2 separate regions of the Gossypium hirsutum genome follow, and region 1 is linked to region 2. A link is a contact called in public Hi-C data. All regions are on one chromosome and are shown on one strand. The core of a region is the stretch at or near the end of the contact, and the rest is flanking DNA. Distances in the headings are between cores, read along the strand shown.

Evidence for each region. Hi-C and Micro-C count contacts between places; a contact is called where the count stands out from the background.
Region 1: a Hi-C map of leaf shows a contact between it and region 2, with 3 times the contacts expected there. The contact joins the enhancer-like site here to the promoter of LOC107913398 in region 2. A contact is called at or near these places in 21 of 34 Hi-C or Micro-C datasets (anther, callus, fibers and 4 more).

The regions. Positions count from the first base shown.
Region 1 is chrD11:32,140,751-32,146,113 of Gossypium_hirsutum_v2.1, reverse strand. LOC107913400 reads left to right here. Exons shown (of 23, transcript XM_016841970.2): 20 at 1-100; 21 at 446-640; 22 at 720-791; 23 at 942-1,316. The coding sequence ends at 1,064. Among protein-coding and RNA genes, the nearest start is that of LOC107913400, 13 kb to the left of the region's middle. Within about 2 kb of position 1,418, at least 4 of the 9 cell types and tissues checked have an H3K27ac peak or open chromatin away from gene starts, as enhancers often do. A contact at or near this core is called in fibers, where this site is marked.
Region 2 is chrD11:32,044,260-32,049,803 of Gossypium_hirsutum_v2.1, reverse strand. LOC107913398 (IST1 homolog) reads right to left here and starts at 3,524. Exons shown (of 2, transcript XM_016841965.2): 1 at 3,016-3,524; 2 at 1,805-2,934. The coding sequence starts at 3,305. The coding sequence ends at 2,109.

The DNA of each region.
Region 1 (5,363 bases), core at 169-2,668, 98 kb before region 2:
AAATGCAATTCCAGGAGAGCGTCTCAGTGAAATTACAGTAATGCTGAGGGCTGACTTCAGAAACCATATTCAAGCAATAGTGGAGAAACTTGCAGAGAATGTGAGTATCCTCTAGTACGCAGTGGAATCTATTATTGGTTTCATATCATGCTTTTGAGATTTCCAACGTCTGTGATTCTGGACTCGTTTTGTTTATTATGCAGTAGAATCTAGTACACAGTATTATCTCCTTGCTTTTGTTCTGAGTCTCTAATTTCCAGCTTTTCTTTTCTTCTTTCTTTTTTAAATAATTTTTTCGGATAATAGTATGAAGATTACACATTCCTAGTTTAATATTTAGATGCATTGTTAGCATCCTGGAATATGTGAATGCACAAGTATTTACATATTATATCCACTGTTTTGTTAAAGATATTCTCATGCTTCTATTTCTTTATTTTTATAGACAAAAGTTCAGACTGCTACAAAATTGAAGAAGATAATCCAAGACTCAAAGGAAACTGTTGTTGAGTCGGATGTAAGAAGTAGAATGCAGCCTTTGAAAGATCTTTTGATAAATACGATAGAGAACCTCCATTCTGTTTTTGAGCCACATGTGTTCATAACCGTCCTTCGAAATTTTTGGGACCGGATGGGACAGGTAGAACTGGCGAATATCTTCATATCCTTAATTTAAAATCATGCAAACGTATATAACATTTTTTTTCTATTTCTTACAGGATGTTCTACACTTTATGGAAAACCGAAGAGAGAACATGTCCTGGTATAAGGGCTTAAGGATTGCGATTTCGGTAAGTCTCTCCTCGACCAGTGAACATTCTGATATAAATTTGGATCCCTCGGACAAACACTTGAACTTTGTCATTTCTATATATGGTATTAACCGATTGTTCGTTAGCCTTGGTAGTTTACATGTTATTGAAAGCATTGCTAAACTGCAGGTGTTGGACGAAATCTTTGCGGCACAGATGCAGAAGTTGCTAGGGAATGCACTCCAGGAAAAAGATTTGGAGCCACCTCCATCTGTGATAGAAGTGCGGTCGATGTTTGCGAGGATTTTGTAAATTATGAGAAGTATGTATCTGCCTGTACAGATTTAGTCGAATTACACACTGCTTGGAAAGGAATGACTACCAGAAGCGATGGTTTTCAGAAATTTTGTAGAGGTCTCCATTGGAGGCCATCATTTCTTTGCCTTTTGTTTTTGTGGAAGAAATGTATGAAATTTTGGGAAGTCAGAGATTTGATATCCATTTTCCTACAGTCTTGTAACCAGCTAACTAGCAAAGGAAAACTAAGGTGGTGTTAGTTTTTTACGTCTCCTTAGGTTTTGGAATTAATCATGATAAGGCAGCCAGGAGCTAAAAGTTGAAAATGAAAGCAGTCAGGACCATATCATTCGATTCAAGCCTTACGAATCGAGGGAAAGAAGTCATTGCGGGGGACTGAATTTTTGACGACGCAAAGCCTTGGGATAAAGTTTGGTACAAGGTCCTATACCATATAAAAAATTTCTTGAACTGTTTTATCGTCTGACATGGCGTAACGGTGATTGTGGTATTAAATCAAATTAAAAAGAAATGGTGGCAGATTGTAATTAATAAAATTGAAAACAATTTAGGGGGTAAAAGCAAAATTGGTTTCTTATAATTTTTTCCTCTAAATTGTTGTTTAGCTTGATGCAGTTCCAAATGTGGAGAAATTAAAATTTCAGGTTTTCAATTCTCTAGGAATTAAGATATTCTCTAAAATAAACTTTATGATGTGATACAATATTTAAATATCAGAATTTCCAATATAAATTATTTTTATATTAAATTAAAATCCGGAATAACCTAATTTTATACCGGAAAGTTGCCAAGTTGTCATCCATGAAAAAAAGAAATTTACTTTCCTGCCGTTTGTAAGTTAGTAATGAAGTTTTTCTCAAGAGAAGTTCATAAACCCCTTTACTAATTTGGATCTCCTTCCGTAATTAAAATATACATACCAATTAGATCAATAAAATCTTAAATTAACCATTCAACCTAAGCTTTACTCTAACCTTTTTTTATATATTTTTATTTCAACATGTATCATTTATTACTTCCATCAGTTCTATATGTATACTATTATTAAGTCCCTGACACCATTTCAACTGTGAAATTACTAAAATACCCTTACCTTAAAGGGTAATTAATATTACTATAAGGGTATTTTTATCTTTTCATACATTTATATAATTTTCAAATAAAATAATTGAGAAACAATATTTGAGAATCAGACACAAAACCAACAAATTCATATAAAAAAACCTTACTACTCTACTAAGGCCCTGTTCTTCATTGCGCTTGGGAAGCTAAAAGTGCTTTTTCACCGTAGAAACAATGAAACACCTAGCTTTTGGGGTCAAAATTTGTGGTGGAAAAGTGTTTTTCCACCCAATTACAAAAGCTAAGATTTAAGTGTTTTTAATTTTTACATTTGGAAGTAAAAATTATCAAAATATCTTTATTTATATTAAATCTTAAAAGTATATAAAAAATAAGATTAATTTATATTTTATGCATCATTATTTTAAATTATTTAAATATGATTTATTATATTTAAGTTTTTAAATATTTTATGTGCCATTAATTTTACAAATGATTTATATCAATTATTTAAAAAGTCTTTAAAATTTATACTTCATGTACCACTATATTAAATTATTAAAATATTATTAAATAATTAAAAAAGAATATAGAATAATATGAAATATCTGTTACATACAATCCATTATCGCAAGATTTGGACATTTGGGTGAAAGGGATAGTGGAAGAACGAGATTCTGAATTTTGGAGGGAATTGCCACAGTTGATTAAAAGGAGTCATCAATTTTCGTTTCTAGTCCCATCATCTTTTTCTTTTAATGTTTCTATCCAATTGTTTGAGATTGGGGATTATAATGCCTTTGTGATCCGATTCTGTTGGTGCAATTATCACAGTTGGTAGGTGCTTTTTTTTAAATACAATTAATTTTTTTGGTTGGGTAGTTAAATGTTGGTGGTTTTATCCTTGAGCCTCAGATTCGATTTCCATCCCACTCATATTTATATTTTTATTTCATGTTGTTTTAAGTTTCTTCTTCTTCTTTTTTTAATGAATGTTTTTAACATATTAGCTTTCTTAATTGAATGGTTAAATAATAATGATTTCATCATTAAGATCCAGGTTTAATTTCCCTTTTCTAAACACATTTGTAATTTTTATTTCATACTACTTCAAGTTTTTTTATTTTTAATTAATAAATATTTTTTTAATTTTTTTATTTTAATTCATCTTTTTAATTAACAACTCTTTTATTTATAAAATCAAATAATAAATATGTAATTATATAATAAATATATATTTTACATATATCATTATGTTAAAAATATTTGAAATTAATAATAACTCTATATATATAATATAAACATCAACTATTTTTTTGATATATTTTTCTTTATATATAATATTTATATGTCAAATATTTATTTTCTCCACGTATATTGTGGGTATGGTGATTTCTAATATTATAAAATGAAATAATTGTTTTTTCATCTTGTGAGTATTATATTTCAAATATTTTTATATGTGAAATATTTCAATTAATTATTTGAAATACCATTATGTTTATATGTGAAATATTTTAAATACACATACAAAAATATTTACTACACTCATGATATGGATTGAAAAATAAGTATTACACATATAAAAATTATATTTACTAAAGATAATCATATTTGTAATAATTATTTGATTTTATGAATAAAATATTTATTAATTAAAAAGATGAATTAAAATTGAAAAAAAAATTATTAATTAAAAAAAACTTGAAACAATATTAAATAAAAATTAAAAATGTGTCTAGAAAAGGGGAATTGAATCTAGGTCTCAATGATGAAATCATTATCATTTAACCATTTAACTAAGGAAACTAATATGTTAAAAACATTCATTAAAAAAAGAATAAGAAGAAGAAGCTTAAAGCAACATGAAATAAAAAAATATAAATGTGAGTGGGAGAGGAATCAAACCTAGGACTCAAGGACAAAACCACCAATATTTAACCATCCAACTAAAAAAATTGATTACATTAAAAAAAGTCAAAAATTACAACTTAAAGGGAAAACGCGCCCAGCTAGACGTGCTTTCACATTCTTTCTCAAAAAATGACTTATTTCCCTAAATAAAATTTAAAACGAACTAAAATCCTAATTAAATTTCTTTTTACATATTCTTCAAATTTAGCCTTATTTATTTTTAGATGTTGATTAGCATATACATGAATGTGGTAGTTTAAATGCCCCAAATTATGATGATTCGCTTTTATTTGGAATTGTTATTTAAATATGTACTCCATGATTTTTTATGTTTTATAAAAGTTTGAGCCAATATTTTAGCATTACTCAAATAAACGAGTTCCTTGTCAAAATTACTGGATATAATCTCATTTAGTATCTTTAATGTTAAAATGCAATTTTTAAATTTAAGTGAATTTAAAAAAAAATTAAAAATACATTTTTTGTGAATTTAGGAAATGTCGATGGAGTCTTAGTTCAATTGACATGAGTATTGTCGTCAATACAAGAAGATGTGGGTTCGGGGAGGGGCTATGGATAGTCTAGGCATTGTGTTAAAAAGAGCAGATAAGATCAGGATCTGTAATGATATTTTTAAAATTAAAAATTAAAAAATAATAAATTAAAATTTTGAGTGTCAAAAATTGGCATTGATATTATTGCCCGTGCAAGAGAACGGTTCAAGTGTGGTAAATCGCATTATCCTCTTATTTAATGGTTGGGGAGGGGCTATAGGTAGTTCTAGGTATTGTATTAAATAACAATGTAACACCCCGAACCCGAGACCGTCGCCGGAGTCGAACACGAAGTGTTAACAGACTTCAAACCACTTATTAAAAATTTCCCAGACAAGCTGCCAATCTGCATACTAGTTGCTTTAAAAATCATATCTTGAGTTATGAAACTCGAAATCCAGTTCCGTAAATTTTCCCTGAAACTAGACTCATATGCCCATCTGCATATTTTTTTCTAGAATTTTTGGTTGGGCCAATTAGTACAGTTTATTAGTCAAAGTCTCCCATGTTACAGGGATCGACTACACTGACCTTTGCGCATTACGACTTGGATATCTCCCTGTACAGGGATTCAATACTGATGTCGTTTGTTTCTATAGAAACTAGACTCAAAGGGGAATCTATGCACATATGGAATGACTTCTAATTATCTCTGGTTAATTTATAATGAATTTACAAAGTCGGAACAGGGGATCCAGAAATCGCTCTGGCCCTGTTTCACAAGAGTTTAATTATCTCCTAACATACAGCTCATATGGTCGTT
Region 2 (5,544 bases), core at 2,275-4,774:
CGGGACCCTAAAAGTAGTTTAAATTGGCAGGGACTAATTTGAAATAATTCTAGAAGTTTAGGAAATAATTACAAAAATTTTGATTTCAAGGGTCACACACCCGTGTGGCCAGGCCGTGTAACCCTTTGACTTGGGTCACACGCCCATGTGTGTTTCCCGTGTGTGACACACGCCCGTGTAGCCAGGCCATGTACACCCAAAAGTACCTTAAAACTCAAGTTTATCATTTCCTATTTACTTAGACACTAAGTAACTCAATTACCAATAATTTAACTTATTCAAAACACGATTGAACATGCCCAAAATACACTAAATTCATCACCTAATATGCCTAACCAATATACCCTCATTGGTACCACATTTTATATGTTCAAATACATCAAAAACACATCACACATTCAATACTTTTATTCATATCACACTTACCATATTTGAACTAACTTTCAAACTTCTAAAGTTATCAAATATGAAGCTAAGCACATACCAAGCATTATGATAAGCTACAAAACTTTAAACTATCACATACCAAAATACCATATTTGAACTAACCATTTGTCAATAATAAAAAATGAATGATATTAGTAAAACTTGGAAACCTTCTTTAAAGGGATGAAGATGTATTTTACTAATATCATTTCATTTTTTTAATTTCCAAGTTTAAAATATTATTTTCTTTTTATTTTAATTCAATTAATTTTATATTCTCCATGTATCAACTATCCATTTGTCAATAGCATCATGCATGTTTAAAACTAATGGGGTCCATTTGTTTGCATGTAAAATAAAATATTTTCATTGTTTTAGGGTGTTTGTTTGGTAGAAAATAAATTACCAAATGAAATCATTCTCCAAAAAAGGTAAAATCAAGGCTTTTTTAAGGAAAAATGTCTTACCAAAATTTTTTTCGCAAGACATTTTCCAAACTAATAAGGCTCTGTTCACTGTCAAAGAAACGAAAAGGAGAAGCTTTTAGAGCAATAAAGGGGAAGCTCACCTCACCGTCGAAGAAAACAGTCCCTTATATTCTAATTTTATATTTTTTACGATTTAGTCCCTAAAATCCAAATTTTTACTATTTTAAAATTTAATTCCTGAAAAAAATTTTCTTATTCTATAGTCCAGTCTTAAACCTCATTTTGTACAATTTTACAAAATAGTCCATTTTCTAAAATTTCCAAATTTTATAATTTAGTCCTTACAACTAAAATTGTTAAATTTTCCAAAAATTAGTCCTTGATTTTTGAAAAGATAAACTTTCATATTCTATTTTTCAGAATTTTAAATTCTCAAATAATGTAAATTAGTCCTAAAACTCAAGTTTTGAAATCTTTACAATTTAACCCCTATAGTTTCAAATTTACTATTTTAGGCTCAACTTTCCAAATTGTCATATTTCATAATCATATAATTTAGTTACTACATCAATGTTTCAGATTTCACTACTCAAACCCTTAGAATTTGAAAATTTACAAAATTTACAATTTGGTCCTTACTTCAATTTTATCAAATTAAATCATTTTTCAAGTTACTCTTCCAAATAATATTCGAAATAAATATTTATCACTTTCAACTTAATTAAACATAAATTTATATCTATAACTTTATATTCCCAAATGTACGAATTAATGATTAAGCTTAATTAAGTAAATTAAGATTAATTAAAACTAAAACATGATTAATTAAAATATAATAAGATTTATGAAATAAACTCAACTAATCAATGAAAAGATAGTAAAATCTCAAATGTATGTTTGTTTCATTGAAAACAACTTTTATGAAATATTTTCAAGAAATCTGTCAAACAACCAAAAATATTTTACACAATTCATCCTAACACCAGAAAATATTAGTTTTTCCAGAAAAGTAAGTCATTTTTTAAAAATCATTTTTCAAAAACCATTTTCAATAAAACAAATGGAGCCTAAATTGAGAAATGTTGTAAAAATCAAATAAAAGAATCTCATCAGGTCCAGCTGTGTGTATTAGGAAAAAATAAATATATTAACCAAATAATAATAATAATAATAATAATAATGATGATGATGAGATAGAGCAACAAACAAAATTTCACTAACAAATTAAAATAAATAAAAATCAGATCCCATGGTCTAATCTCTTCTAGTCCTCATCGACACCCATTTTTTGTTCTTACGTGAATTCAAATGCTCTTCAAAGCTTTCAGTGTTCTTCAGCTTTGAAGATTGATATCCCAACTTGCTTTCATCCTTATTGACTTCATCACTTTGGGTAATCTCATAGCTCAACTCATGGGGCTGTGTGTGTGGCTCCTCTTTTGCCTTCTCCCCATCACTTTCCTCACCTGAAAGGTCTGCATCCGAATCTGAACTTGAACTAGAAACTGTCCTTTCTCTGGATAAACTTTGTCTAGTCTCTTCCGTTTCATTCAGCTCCAGGTCTTCGCTTCGGGCCATGGCATTATTTGGAGAATCAAAGTCTTGGGGTTCAATTCTTGAGAGCTCCACAGCTGCTCGTGCTGCTGCTGCTGCATAAGCTGCTGATACGAAAGCCTCTTGAGCAGCATCTGCCACATCTTTGTACTTTTTCCTTGCTTTCATTGACTCACTTAAGCTTTCATCCATGTCTTTTCCTACAGGCAAATCGTTGGCTGACTCAGTTAAGTTCCTCACCTCTACAGCCATTTCCTCCAAATGCAAGGTGATACCCTTTTCAGTAGCAATCTCCTTGAGCAATTTTAACTTGCTTTCTAAGCTTGGCCGCAGTGTTGAAAGCTTTTGTATCACCTTAGGATTCACACTGCAATTGTTGCGTAATTCAATGGCACGAACCACAAATTCTTTCCCGAAAGTCGATGAAAAAACCCCACGAATGTGAAGAAGCTCAGGGAATTCACCACACCTTGATGATGCAAACATCAAGGTCGATGCTGCCTCTTTAAGCTCATCAGGACATTCCCTATATACATGGTCGAGAAGCATGTCAAATTTCAGAGAACTTAATATAAAACCAAGAGGAAAAATATTAAACCAAACTTACTTGTTCTTTTGAATCAGCATGACCCTCTCTATCAACAAATTACAGTAGGTTTCCATGATAGTAAATGCATCCACCATATTCTGTTCTCTAATCAAATGCTCTACACGAAGAAGGGCCTGTTCATGGTGACCGAGGTTAAGGAGTTCAATCACATCAGACCGGGCGTGGGTACACCGTACTTGATGCTGGTTCTTCAAGATACCGATCCGAGAAATAGCAAGCTTGGCCAGAGTTTTAAACTTGGAAGCCTTGAAGTTTCTTCCAAGCAAAGCATCCAATTTCCTCCCCATGCTTCTGTCTCAGTAACCTCAGAATGAAGAGAGTTTAGAAGCACAAAAATTTGCTTATAAAACCAACAACATGGTGGACTGTTGTGATGTTTTGCAATAAAAGTGAATGAAGCACGTGTCAGTTTTGGGATTTATTTATTTCCAATGAAAATCTGGGTATTGGAATTGCGACCTAGCCTGGAACTTTGATTGTTTTTTTTTCCTTTGGTTTGAACGAGGCAAAGAGAGTTTGGTCAATTTGTGGAGGCTTTGTCATTTTCTATGATAGAATATTTCCACACGATTGTTTTTGTTGCACCCATTTACTTTTCGTAAATAGAATTATACATTTTGTTGGTCCACTGCCTGGAAATAGTCAATACCCAATAAAGTGCCACACCTACTTCTTATTTATGTGGTTCAATTGGTAGATTTAGTGTTTGAAATTGTTTCCCCATTCAAAATTACTGTTTGAATTTTAATATTGCGATTTCATTATAATTTTCCTATTATGTTTTCATTACCAACCATAAGACCTCCCTCCAAAAAAATCATTTTAGTTTTTAAATTTGGCTTTATTTATCAAATCACTTCTAAAATGGACGGAAAAGTTAGTGTTTATTAACTTTACTGGAATGACATATTCTGGACTGCCACATTAATAATTAATTAATTTTTAAAATAAAATTCAAATTTTTTTAATATATATATAAATTATTAAATAAGTGTAAAAAATATTTTTAACATTTTTTTAATTTTAAAAAATTAATTATTGCTAACATCGCATACACATGGCAATCCACATGTATGTCACGTCAATAAAATTAACATTTGTTAATTTTTTCATCCATTGTGAAGTGATTTGACAAACAATATAAGTTTAATGGCTAAAAGAGGTAAAAAAATTAAATGGAGAGCTAAAATAATTTTTTTTACAAAGTTGGAGGGTCAAATAAATCATTATGCCAATTGAATTAGACATGATTTTTTTTATTCAATTGCTATTGCAATAATTAGGAGTTTTAATTTAAGCGTAGAGAATGTGTTATGGGTAGAAGTGTGGTATGTTCAAAAATTTAATCCATATACTTTGATTTTTAAGAATTTAGTTCCTCTGCTTTTTAGATTTCAAAAACCAGGTTAATTGTTAACACTAATAAATTCTGTTTAAATTTATAGATGTGACATTTTAAAATTTAAAAAAAAACTCACTTGATAGCAATGTAGCTAAAAAATTATGTTTGTATTGAACCTAAATTTAACAAAATAATTTTAAAAGTGTTTACGATTATACTTAAATTTTGAAATCTAAAAAATAGAAGAGCTAATTTCCTAGAATTAAAAGTAAATGGATTAAACCTCAAATATATGAATAATGCAAGGATTTATGGCATATTCTAACATTAGATGCATTTCCAATGAGGTTTCTGAGAACTTTGAGATCACATGTTCGAGTCTCATCCTATTTAAATGTATGGATTATCTATTCTAGCTAATTAGCTTGTTAAAATATAAAATGACACAAAAAGTTAGGGGTGCTCACGGTTTGATTCGTCAATTCTTTTGGACTTTTGCGAATTCATCATCATAATTCAATTTAGTTTGGTTTTTGGTTTTTCCTTATTGATTCTTAAATTTTGAATTTTTGGATTTATTTTAACAAATGAGCTTTGCTTTATATTTTTGGCTATTATTTGATAAGTTTTAAAGTCTTTTTTATGATTATTTCTAAAAAAACAATTTTCAAGTAATAAAAAAATCAACAACTTTTATATATTATTTTTTAAAAAGTATTTTTTAAAATAAAACTTTTAAGTTATTTTCACCATTTTAATATAAAATATTTATTTTTACATCATATAAAATTAAAATAATCATAAATTAAATAAAAAATACCATTCGATTTGGATTGGGCTTATATTTCTCAAATCATAAGTTGTCGAATCAATTTTTAAATTTTTTTTCTTAATATACAAACATATTAAAATATATATGACAAATTATTAACGCTTAAAAAATATAAATTTTGAACATAAAAAATAACATCAACGATTACATAACATTTTTTCCTAAATTGAATTATTATGAAAGTTTATACAGAATATATTATGAATTGAGGCACAACATAAATGTCTACATTAAATACCAATAACAATTGTCAAACTATACAAATATGAAATGATTTAAGGCACTATATGAAAACAACATAGAAAAAGTAATTAAAACACACAAAAAGCAGCATAAAGGTTTCGCCCCTGAT